Linked DNA regions of Rattus norvegicus: region 2 is linked to region 1. Evidence: chromatin contacts called from public Hi-C data. All regions are on one chromosome and are shown on one strand. Each heading gives the region's core, a stretch centred on a gene start, on an enhancer-like site or on the middle of the called end of the contact. The rest is flanking DNA. Distances are from core to core; before and after follow the strand shown. Region 1 overlaps Cdkn1a (cyclin-dependent kinase inhibitor 1A). Region 2 overlaps Ppil1 (peptidylprolyl isomerase like 1).

Region 1 (5,784 bases), core at 1,988-4,487:
AGAGAGAGAGAGAGAGAGAGAGAAAGAGAAAGAGAGACAGAGACAGAGAGACAGAGACCAAGGTCTTAGTATAAGGCCCCAGCCAGCCAATACCATATAGACAGGCTAGGCTAGCCTGGTGACCTGGAACTCATAGAGATTTGCCATAACAGGGGGCTCAATCTATATTAAAAAAAAAAGCTCTCCAAAGTGATTTTGATGGACCCCTCTGGTCATACCTTTCAACATGAGAAGAAGAGAGAACGGTTCAATACAAGACCAAAAGGGTCTGAATTCAACCCTCCACGAGTGAGCCCTGTGACTTTGGACACACATTCTGAGCCTTGGTGGGCTCTGCCCGAAAGGGATGTGATATCACCATCGATTAACAGTGGTGATAACTGCAATCCTGGCACACTGGAGGCCGAGGCAGGAGGATGACTGTGAGTTCAGGTGGGCCTGGCCTACATAGTGAGCCCCTGCCTCAAAGACATCAGAGGACAGGAAGGAAGTGGAACTAGTGAATATCAGCCATGTTTTAGGAAGACTGCTACTTGTGCACTGCTTAGTGGACAGCTTTCTTAGTCCAGTGTTTTGTTCATCTCTTAGCCAGGCTCCCACAACGCAGACCAGGCTGGCCTTGATCTCACAGACCTCTTGCCTCTGCCTCCCAAGGGCTGCGTTTTGGGGAGGGGCTGTTTTAGGTATTTATCGAAGCCACAGCGCTGGCCACATTCCCTATGTGGTAGCTAAGGTGGATCCTGAACTTCTTTCCCTGCCTCTGCCTCCAGACTGCTAGGATTACAGGTGTGTGCCACCACACCCAGTTTTATAGAAAGCGTTTTGTTTGCTAGGCCCGGTGCCCTGAGCCCCAGCGTCTCCATCTCTCCTGGCTTCTTACCTTGAATCACAGTCTGGGTACCCTCCCTCTCTCTCCCAGCTGTGGGCAAATTCACCCTGAGGTCTTAAGGAGCTGGGGCTGTATGTGGTAAGAGTCCAGGGCGCCTCGCCTGAGGAAGCCACAGGGCACGCCTTGCAAAGCTCAAAAGCTGGAGGGCTGGAGCCATGCCCGAGAGAGCCCAGTCCCTCCTTAGGAGCTGCGTCTCCTCGTCTTGGAGTCAGGCCAGAGCAGGCAGGATCGGCCACTCAGGTATCCCTCCTTCCTGGAGAGGAGCCAGGTCAACCAGCACCTATGATTTTTCTGTAAAACGGGTTCCTTAGGCACAGGCTGTAGGCGCACCCGGGGCTGGGAGGTGTCTAGACTCCAGATTACCTGACATGCCTGGCAGGATGTGGCTCAGCCTGGGAGAGGGCCGTAACCCTGCTCCACTCCTTCAGACTTTCTTTTCCCCCCAAGGCATCCTTGGGAAAAGGCCTCCAGCCTGTGGCACCTGTCAGTGGCAGTCTAGAGGGAGGGGCCGGGAGGAGGCTCTGGCAGAACTGGGGGTGGAGAGGATTACAGCCTCCATTTTCCAAGGGGCTACACTCACTGAGCTCATCCTCAAATTGGGAGCCCAGAGATGTTAAGATACATAGTAGGGGGTCGCCCAGCAAAGCCTTGATTTTGATCTAGGCAGCCCAGCTCTGGTGTTCTCCTCTCTCTCCCAGACAACATGCCAGCTGCCCGAGAATGCTACCACACTGGCTAAGAAACTGAGGCCGGAGACATGGTGTCGCTTTTAAAAACTGGTGCTGGGTTGGGGATTTAGCTCAGTGGGGGTTGGGGATTTAGCTCAGTGGTAGAGCGCTTGCCTAGGAAGCGCAAGGCCCTGGGTTCGGTCCCCAGCTCCGGGAAAAAAAAAGAACCAAAAACAAAAAACAAAACAAAACAAAACAAAAAAAAAAAACAAAAAACTGGTGCCAAAAAGGGGGTGGGGAGTGGAGAGATGGTTCAGTGGTTAAGAGTGGTTAAGACTGCTCTTCCAGAGGTCCTGAGTTCAATTCCCAGCAACCACATGGTGGCTCACAACCATCTGTCATGGGGATCCAATGATCTCTTCTGGTGTCTGAGGACAGTGACAACGTACCCACATATATATAAACTGGTGCCAAATAGCAGTGCCCAATGCTATGGTTTGTGTGTCTTATCCCAAGGTCCAGGGCACTTTTGATTGGCAGGAAGGAGTTACCCCCAAGGACGGCAGGATAGGGGACTGTTGGGAAACCGCTGGACCTTGGTGATTCACACACATTTGGGATGTTGACACCCACGAAGGACACTTTAGCACAAGTCATTGATTTTAGCTAGTAGTCTTCCTGGTGTAAACAGGACCGTGACCCCTGCTTCTGCAGCGTATTGGCTTCTGTGGACATCAGCTGTGACCTCTGGGGTGCAGGGCCGGCTGAACTCAACACCCACCTTAGTCTCTTGGTGTGGTGGGAAAGCACCTAGGAGGACCAGAGGGAACTGGAAGATTGTTTTTTTTTGTTTTTTTTTTTCCCCCGGAGCTGGGGACCGAACCCAGGGCCTTGCACTTGCTAGGCAAGCGCTCTACCACTGAGCTAAATCCCCAACCCCGGAACTGGAAGATTGTGACTGGTAGTGTAGTTTCCATAGTGACCTGGGTCTTTCCTGTGTTTCAGCCACAGGCACCATGTCCGATCCTGGTGATGTCCGACCTGTTCCACACAGGAGCAAAGTATGCCGTCGTCTGTTCGGTCCCGTGGACAGTGAGCAGTTGAGCCGCGATTGCGATGCGCTCATGGCGAGCTGTCTCCAGGAGGCCCGAGAACGGTGGAACTTTGACTTCGCCACTGAGACGCCACTGGAGGGCAACTACGTCTGGGAGCGTGTTCGGAGCCCAGGGCTGCCCAAGATCTACCTGAGCCCTGGGTCCCGCCGCCGTGATGACCTGGGAGGGGACAAGAGGCCCAGTACCTCCTCGGCCCTGCTGCAGGGGCCAGGGCCAGCTCCGGAGGACCACGTGGCCTTGTCGCTGTCTTGCACTCTGGTGTCTCACGCCCCTGAGAGGCCTGAAGACTCCCCGGGCGGGACCGGGACATCTCAGGGCCGAAAACGGAGGCAGACCAGCCTAACAGGTAAGGACAGGAGAAGGGGAGGCAAGATACTGCGGGAGGCCTGGAGAGGCGAGGCCGCCTGCTGAGGATCGCCTTTGCAGAGAACATTCCAGCCAGCACCAAGCCATTCCGAGCGAACAGCTGACGGTCACATGATCCAGGCCTTTTTCTCTGCTTTGAACGGAAGGCCCAGGATAGTGTGGGGTTTGGCAGTAGAGCATTTGGCCTGGAACCCACTAGGGAAGAGCTTGTGTGTGTGTGTGGGGAGTGCTGACGTAGTAGTCCACGCCCTAGGCTCCACCCCCCGTACTGCCAACTCAGTAAACAAATAAGAAGGGAGAAAGACTGGAGGGATGGCACGGCTACTGCTCTTCAAGGGGCCTGAGTTCGATTCCCTGCACCGGGTGCTCCACGATTTCCTATAACTAACTCCAGCTTGCGGGGTGGGGGTGGGGGAATCTAGCCTCTCTAGAGCCCTAGCCCTCTGACGAGGAGGAGGTGTAGTGCCCTGTAGCTTTTCCCCAGGACTCGCCACATGTCCCTTTGTCTGGGGAATGATGCCCTCACCCTCTGCATCTGGCCTGACATCTGTTCTCTCTGCAGATTTCTATCACTCCAAGCGCCGATTGGTCTTCTGCAAGAGAAAGCCCTGAAGTGCCCACGGGAGGCTCGCCTTCTTCTGCTGTGGGTCAGGAGGCCTCTTCCCCATCTTCTGCCTTAGCCTTCATTCAGTGTGTCTTAATTATTATTTGTGTTTTAATTTAAACTTCTCCTGTATATACTCTGCCTGCCCCCTCCCAGCCTCCAAACTTAGTTATTTAAAAAACAAAACAAAACAATGAAATTAGTAGGACGGTAGGCTCCTTAGTGCTGTTTTTTTTTTTTTTTTTTTTTTTTTTTTATGTAGACCATTATTTAAGTCCTTCTCAACCCAAGCTGTGTTTCTGATCCTGGCGGGATGGTCCTGGCGGGATGGTCGCACTGGCCTCATGCCATCTGCATCTCGCATCTCGCCCAATCCCCGCCCCTCCCCCCTAACTCCTCCCCCGCCCCCACTCCCTGCCTGGTTCCTTGCCACTTCTTACCTGGGGGCGATCCTCAGACCTGAATAGCACTTTGGACAACTGAGTAGGACTTCGGGGTCTCCTTGTCACCTCTAAGGCCCGCTAGGATGACAGTGAAGCAGTCACAGCCTAGAACAAAGATGCCCGGTTAGGACCTAAGCGTACCGTCCAGAGCCTTGACATTTACTCAGACCTGTGAAGATCCTTTGCCACTCCTGGGGACCCCGCCTCCCCTGTGGGTCTCTGCCAGCTGCCCCTCTATTTTTGAGGGTTAATCTGGTGATCTGCTGCTCTCCCTTCCTCAGACCCTTCCCCTCCCCAGGTTGGCAGGAGGCATCCTTTCCCTCGCCACGGCTCAGTGGACCAGAAGGGAACGGGTACACAGGGTACACTAAGTGGGGTTTCCTGGTCCTACCTCAGGCAGCTCCAGTGGCAACTGCCCTTCTTATGGGTCTAGGGTAGGTCCTTGGTGACGAGACGGGCTTCCCAGAGCATCCCTGTGTGTGTGGTATGTGGTGGTGGTGGGGGGTGGACTTATCTGGGATGGGGACCCCAGCCGCTGAAGTCCTCAGTGACTTGTCCCATTTCTTAGTAGTTGTACAAGGAGTCAGGCCAAGATGGTGCCTCGGGGGCTGAGGGAGCTCACAGGAACTGAGCAGTGACTGGTCCTTTCCCAGTATTGAATACTGAGCCCCTGTGGGTGTCGAAGCACTTAGTGGGTCTGGCCCCAACCCCAAACACCCCTGTTTCTGTAACACCCTGAGCTGGACTGTTTATCTTTAGCCGGGAGAACATGTATTTTGGTCCCTTCCCTGTCTCCGCTCAGATTGTAAACCTCCCACGTGTGGGGATCACACCCTGCACTGTCCCGAATCTTTACACCCTATCCCAAAGCTGGTGCTCAATAAATACTTCTAGATGATTTGTAATGTCTTGTTATTAGAGGAAATGGGGGGAGGGGGAGTTGTTTGCATGCACCCGGGGTGTGCGTCTACAAGGGTACACATATGTGATTTTTCCCACCAGTGATGGGACTTGAACCTATGTCCTTGAGCAAGATAGGCAAGAAGTCCACCACTGAGTTGTACTCCTGGCTCTTTGCTTTCATTTTGAGACAAAATTTGTAGGGTTTTTTTTTTTTTTTTCCTCATATCAAACTTAGTCAGGATTTGCGGCAAGCGTGTTTACCCTTAGAGCCCTAATGTGCCCATAGGAGCCTCACCCTCGTCGGCGCTGGGCCAGGAGGCTGCTTCCCCATCTTCTGCCTTAGCCTTCATTCTGTATGTGTTCATTACGACAAATTATTATTATTATTATTTTTTTTCGGAGCTGGGGGACCGAACCCAGGGCCTTCCGCTTGCTAGGCAAGTGCTCTACCACTGAGCTAAATCCCCAATCCCACGACAAATTATTAATAACAGATTATTATGTGTGTTTTAATTTAAACTTCTCCTGTATGGATTCTGCCTGGCCTCTCCCAGCCTTCAACCTCCAGTCTCTCACTGGCCCCAGAAAGATCTCAATTTCATTTTTTAAAAAAAAATTAGCATTCTAGTCCTTGATTGTTTTATGCATGTGTCTTTTTTTTTTTTCTCTTTTTTTTTCGGAGCTGGGATGCATGTGTCTTTTAATCCTGTGTTACTTATTAAGTTGCTTATACAAGGCTTAAACTTGTGGCTGTGCTACAACCTCCCTGGAGTTCCAGGACCCTGACACCGAGCCA
Region 2 (6,368 bases), core at 534-3,033, 140 kb after region 1:
GATTTCCCTGAGTTTATTAGCTCTGCTTCCCACTCCCGGCAGCTCATCAGACACATTCTCGTTGGCCTGCCTCCTCTACCTTTGGCTAGGAATGGCTGCCCTGACCGAGGGAAATGGCTGTTCTCCGGTTCTCTGATAATTCCATCAGCCCTTAGGTGAGACTCAGGTGTCAGGCTTGTGCCACCGGCCTAGAGCAGTTGTCTTACCATCCTCTCTGCTGGGATCTCTGTTCATTAGGTTTCCCCCAGTAGGGAAAAGATAGGGTCAGGGGTATAATTCCATGGCACAGGTTTTCTTCAGTATGTTCCATGCTCTGGGTCCTATAGGTACACACACACACACACACACACACACACACACACACACACACGTGAACTTCCAGCATGACCAGCATGACAGAGGGACAAAGCAAACCAGGGAGGAAGGTTATTTTGCAGCCCTGCATTTGAGGATCCACTGGAACCAGAAGTGTAAGGCCGCCCCACCATGACCTGAGCTCACCAAGTCCCTCGTTCCTCCTGTTTCCGGAAAAGGAGCCACAAAAAGCAAAGTCTTCAGGATTGAACGTGGCTGCAAACAACGGTAAACTGTGGATTCCCCTCCCTTTGATGACTTTGCCTACGTGTATATGCTGACCCGGAATAGCCACTTTCCCTGTCAGTTAATGAGGAAGCAGAGATGTGCCCGGCCCCTCCCCCACACCGCCTCTGCCTGTATTGAGTACACCGGGCACAGCTCTTAACGGAGCCCAGCCAGACCCTTGAGGAGGGGAAAGTGGTTTCCATGAGCCTGGCACAGCGGTTCGGCCATTACATTTCTGACCCAATTAACACGCTGATCAGGGTCATGTGTGTCCTGGGCCCCAGCGGCCGGCTTCTGGGAAGGAGCCTGAGAGTACAGAGCAGGGTGGATGTCCCCACCTGCAAGGTCATCTTCCCCCTCTATGTATCAAGACGGGGACAACGGAAAAAGAGCTAAACTCAGCAAGACATCCCCAAGTCCGTCCCTCGATAGCGATAGGGGCTTTGGGCCCATTGTTCCGTCTATTCACTCACTTTACTGGGCTTTGGTCCTCAGTTTGTTCATCTAGAAATGGGTGTAATAAGGTCAGCCTCGGTTTGGGTGATAAAGACAGAAATGCACACTGGAGGGTGGCGGCGACATGTGCCTTTAATCCCAGTGCTCGGATCTCTGAGTTCAAGGCCAGTCTGGTCTGTAGAGAGTTCCAGGACAGTCAGAGATACAGAGAGATCCTGTCTCAAAACAAAGCAAAACAAAAACAAAGACAGAAATACTCAAGTTGAACTGTTTTCTCAAGCGAAGTTATTTCCTGGCTAATGTCAGTGAAGGACTCCGGATTACCACAGAAAGGATGATTTTACTGCTCGGGGAGGACTAAACAGAGAGGAGAAGCCAGCTTTTTAGGCCCAGGCCCCAGGCTCCTGCAGCCCAGACCTGGGAGTGTCTGCCTAGACTAGCTGACAGAAGGTGGAGCACCCTGGCTCTCGTAGGCTCATTCTGCTGGGCTCAAAGCTCAATTCTAGTTGGTGGCAATCTGAGCAGTCCTCGGTTTTCTTCATTCCAAGAGCAGCTGGCTTCGGCTTAGTAAAATCATGAAAGGTGTTTCTGTCTTCTGAAGCAGCCGCAAGGCTAAACTGCATTCACAGCGGCCTCTAGTGGCAGACTTCCAAAATAGCGTGCGAAATGCAAACTTGGCAGCTGGAGGAAATCTTCTCAAATTGACCTACATTCAGTCTTGAAGCTGAAACCAGAGTTCAAACCTCAGCCTGACGAACAGGGAGGCTCAATTCAAGGTGTCACGTGGCTCTCCAAGGTGACACGAAGACCTCACACTCCTGCGTTCGCACGTCTTGCCCTGTGGTTTTAGACAGGGGTCTTAAAAAGACTTATTTTAATGTGTTTGTATGAGTTCATGTGTAGGTACCGTGTGTGTGCAGGAGCCCATGCAGGCCAACAGGGAGAGTCAGACGCCCTGAGTTAACTGGAGTTACAGGCTGCTGTGAATCCCCATGTGGGTGCTGAGAGCTGAATGCTGGTCCTCTGCCCGAGAAGCAGGCACCTGCTCTTATTGCTGAGCCATCTCCCACCCAGATACAACTCTCGAATTTTTGTTTTTCCCTCTGGAAGGCAGGGACCCCGCTATGTAGGCCAGAGTGGTCTCAGGCTCGCCACCACAGGCGGGATTCCAAATCACCAGTTTGGAAGAACAAGCAGGAGTGCGAGGTCTCCATGGGACCAGCCCAGCCTTCTTGAGGCTGCTGGACCGGCCTCTTTCCGGACGCTTACCTGCATCACAGGGGCCTATTCTTTGGAACCCGGTTCTAAGGGCACGGAGTGCTTCTTGGCAGGAAGCACTCAACTCGAACACATGTTCCTGCCAATGCTTTTCCTCCTCCGCACCCTGCAAGCGTGGTGCCGGAGGGGCCACGGGGAGGCTCAGATTGGCTCGAGGATCTGGGTGGGGGGAGGAGCAGTTTGTGGGGAAAGCTATTTTGACATATTCTGGAGACGGGATCCAAAAATAAACGAAGCCGAGGACTTCCAGAGGGCTGAGTGGAAAGGGCTTTTGCTGTCACACCAGCCAAACCAGGATCTGTGACTCTGGGCGCAGCGATTTTGGCCAACGAGCCTCCGTTTCTTTTCTGATGGAGGACGTTTTATTTGATTCACTCGGCAATGTCCTCAAAGCGTTTCGAAGGTGCTGGGACACCACGGAATGAGAACAGGGCAGGGCCTTGCTGAGGTCAAAGCACAGAGGGAAGAGGCTGTGAGGGGAGGCTCCTGGGGATGGGCATAGAGAAGCAGGGGGGTAGGAGGAGTCAGGTGCAGTGGAAGGGCACTTACCTGGCAAATAGGAGGTCCTGGGTTCTCTGCCCCAACATTGGGATGGAATGAACGCGCGCGCGCGCGTGCGCGCACACACACACACACACACACACACACAGACAGGAGGCTGAAGAGGCATGTCGTGTTGTGGCTTTAAGGTCTATTGGTACCAGAAGCTGGCTTTTAAAAAGTGTTTCCGGTACCAGATCCTGCTCGGAATACCTATTCTGCCGTGAGCAGTACTGTGATCCCATTGCAGAGGACCGCCGTGAGTTCAAGGCCGGCCTCTGACCCCGACGCCGATTTTTGGATGAGGGGATCGAAAGTTGAAGATCATTCCTAGCTACAGAGAGTTAAGGGCTGCCTGGGATACACGAGGACCTGTGAGGACCTGTCCCGGATAACGAGAACCCAAGGAAAGAAGTGTTTCCAGGTTGCTTCACAGGTGTCTTATGGCTGCAGAGTTCCCTCCCTTCTCTGCCACTTGTCTCACTGACCGCTCCACTTCAGGCGGGCGCTGTGGTGCTCACACAGCAGGGCCTGGTACTCAGTATAATACCTAAGGGGCACGCACAGCAGGGCTCTGTCCTCTGGTGTCCCTCTCAGCAGTCAGAGCGGTGGGGGGGGGGGGGAGCGCTGAACTCAGCCTGGGCTTTCTCTTCTCTCCCCAGGCCTTGGAGGGGCAGACCGAGGGGTCAAGGACCTGCCTGCTTTATGCTGTTGCAAAAATTCCCTCTTCAGGTTCCTGTTAGACAAACGTGACTTCGTGTCTTGCTACCTGAAGTGTGGCACCATCTCCAGGGGCCTGAATGCTTACGCACTGTGCCTGAGCACAGACGGGCCAGCTCGCACAACTTACAGCATGGGCGCTTGGCTCTGGGCTTCTTCCGCTGATTTTACACCTAACCTCAAACCTCCTCTCCAAGTCTAGACTCTTCCCACAGAGGTTACTTCTTTCTGTCCTTTGTTGAGTCCCCCAAGCCTTTCATTATTCCTACCTAAGTCAGAAACTGGCTCCTTCTCTACCACCCAAGGTGAGAACGGGTCACCCGTACCCTACTGTCACACCAACAGTCTAATGGTCCTTACTTACCCTGACACAGCTGACAGGCTAACTCAGTGGGATCCCTGCTAACCAGGCTTCCGGGCATGGAGACAAGGTGTCTGTACCTCAGGCTTCCGAGCAGGTCCCCTCTTCTGAGGCCCTGCGCTGTGCCAGCGGGTAGCTGCCTTGGCATGTGTGTGGAGACTTTTCTAGAAGCCAGGAACAATGCCTGTGCTGCTCTCTTGCTCTGTGTATGCAGAACCATAACCTCACAGTAATGTCGGTTCTCCTACTAGCTTGGAGCCGCTGACACAGGGACCAGTGATAATTCTGGGAGGTGGCAGATGGGTGTCTTGTGCCTTGAGAGGCAGCCCCGGGACGGCTGGAGGACATATGTCACCAACAGAGTGTGCGACTCTGCATCCCAACACCATCTTCAGGGCTGGTTGGTGGGTTTTCCTTTTTCTTCGTTATTGAGAGAATATTTTGTTTCTGTGCTCAAACCCATGCACAAAAGGCCCTTACACATTAAACCAGCTACACTAACCCTGGATAAATGACAATTAGGTTGAACCTTTCCTGCACCAGTATGGCTGCTAACTTCTGTACAATGCACGGTGTTTTCATTGCCGGGAGGAACGGGAGCTTGTGGAATGGGACTTAGGTCACTTCCCAAAACGTACACAGTAACACACAACACCTTAAGAGGTTCCCAGTGTGAGGAAGTGAAGCCATGCAGGGTGCTGCCTCGGGCCCACGGCAGCGTGGGGGTGGATCTCCTCCCCCTGCAAGGGATGACTGTGTCCCTCCGTAAACCCACCTAATCAACTCAACACACACGGGGGAGGAGGAAACCTCAAAGGAGGAAGGGCTTTCACCTGCCCTGTGAGGCATTTTCCTGACGCTGATAAGGACCTGCACAGCTCACTGTGGGCGGCACCATTCCTAGGCAGGTGGGCCTGAGATTTAAGGAAGATGGCTGAGCAAGGGAGGGAAGCAAGCCAGGGAGCTGCCCCTCCCGAGGTCTCCGCTTGAGTTCTTCCTGCCCCATCTTCCCTTGATGGCAGAGTGCGATCTGGGAGTTGGAGGATGAAATGAACCCTTTCCTCCTGCACACTGCTTCTGCTCGGTGTTTGATCACAGCAGCTGAGTAACTAGAGCACACGCAGTCCACCGGCAGCTCATCCCCTCCCTCCCTTAGAGCGCCTGCCGGGAGACATCACTCGAGGCTTCCCTTGGTTCTGCTCTGCCTCGTTCCAGCATGAGCTGCTCTTGCATGGGGGAAGCTAATGGAGACTCAGGAGCAGGCAGCATGACTCTTGAAGACAGGAATGCGACAGCACCCCTCACCTCCACTAAGAGCCGGGTGGGTGGGGCATGCCCTTGGTCCCATCACTTGAGGCCGAGGCACTCTGAGTTTGAGGCCAGCCTGGTCTATACAGGAAGTTAAGGCCAGCAAGTGCTACACAGTGACAGCTGGGCTCAAAAAGAAAAAAGGCTGAGAATCTAGAATGATACCAGACCACAGCAGTGGTTTCATCTACCAATGATGTTTTATTCTGGAAGTTTCTGTGTATTACATAGGCATTAACACCTTTCTTCTTACCCTACCCCTTCAAATCCAGAAAGAGTTAAAAAAAAAAAAGACATAAAAACCTCTTACCTATTTTCTCTAAAGCCCTAAAAAGTGTCACTTCCCGTGGGGAGGCCCTGAAGGCCTGGCCTTGTACTCACTAGACTCCCACTCCCTCCCGGAGGAAAAATGGCCAGCGCTTCTGCTTCCAACCATCCCGATCACTCCACATTATCATTCCCCACTTGACACCTTCTTAGCGACTTGATTGTTGGATGCATTTTTCATTTGGCAACAATTCAATGCGGCTTTGCGTGGGATGTTCAGTGTCAGAAGCAGAGGCTCTGAGACAGAGAGAGAGAGCTGTTCACATTCCTGGAGAACGCACGCTGGAGGCTACGCAGTTAACCCGCTCATCAACGCGCCTGCTGTTCAAGTCTGTAACTGTCGGCCGGAATACAAATGTCCCCAGAGACAACCCCTCTGGTTCAGAGTAGGTATGTGTGACGCTGAGTCACGCGGCCCCCCATGTCATCCGGACAACAGCTCACTAGGACCGGGGTGGACTGGAGACAGCACTCCGTCTACCCAGAAGGGTAAGCCTTCAGGATCTTCACGTCATCCACAGGCCGGTCCTGGGAGTTTGTTTCCACCATGCCCACTCGATTCACCATCCCTATGCCCTGGCACACGCGGCCAAAAATGGTATGTTTGCCGTCCAGCCATTGTGTGGGGGCCAAGGTCACGAAGAACTGGCTGCCGTTGGTGTCTGGTCCTGCATTGGCCATTGCAAGAATCCCAGCCCCTGGGAGACATAAGCAGAGAAAAGAGCATGAACGACTGCCCCTCTGGCTGGCAGGATGGCAGCACTGTCTCAGATACAGGGGACTTCACACCACTCTG

What was found. A called contact is a pair of places that touch in the nucleus more often than the background predicts.
Region 2: a contact with region 1 is called in a Hi-C map of frontal cortex, with 2.9 times the contacts expected there. The contact joins two enhancer-like sites. A contact is called at or near these places in 5 of 12 Hi-C or Micro-C datasets (the A7r5 cell line, Schwann cells, frontal cortex and 2 more).

The regions. Positions count from the first base shown.
Region 1 is chr20:7,156,389-7,162,172 of GRCr8, forward strand. It overlaps Cdkn1a (cyclin-dependent kinase inhibitor 1A), which reads left to right. Exons shown (of 3, transcript NM_080782.4): 2 at 2,563-3,018; 3 at 3,601-4,985. The coding sequence starts at 2,574. The coding sequence ends at 3,650. Among named protein-coding and RNA genes, the nearest start is that of Rab44, 7.0 kb to the right of the region's middle. Within about 2 kb of position 3,238, at least 25 of the 93 cell types and tissues checked have an H3K27ac peak or open chromatin away from gene starts, as enhancers often do.
Region 2 is chr20:7,298,493-7,304,860 of GRCr8, forward strand. Ppil1 (peptidylprolyl isomerase like 1) reads right to left here. Exons shown (of 4, transcript NM_001034188.1): 4 at 5,427-6,270. The coding sequence ends at 6,050. Among named protein-coding and RNA genes, the nearest start is that of Cpne5, 11 kb to the left of the region's middle. Within about 2 kb of position 1,784, at least 25 of the 93 cell types and tissues checked have an H3K27ac peak or open chromatin away from gene starts, as enhancers often do.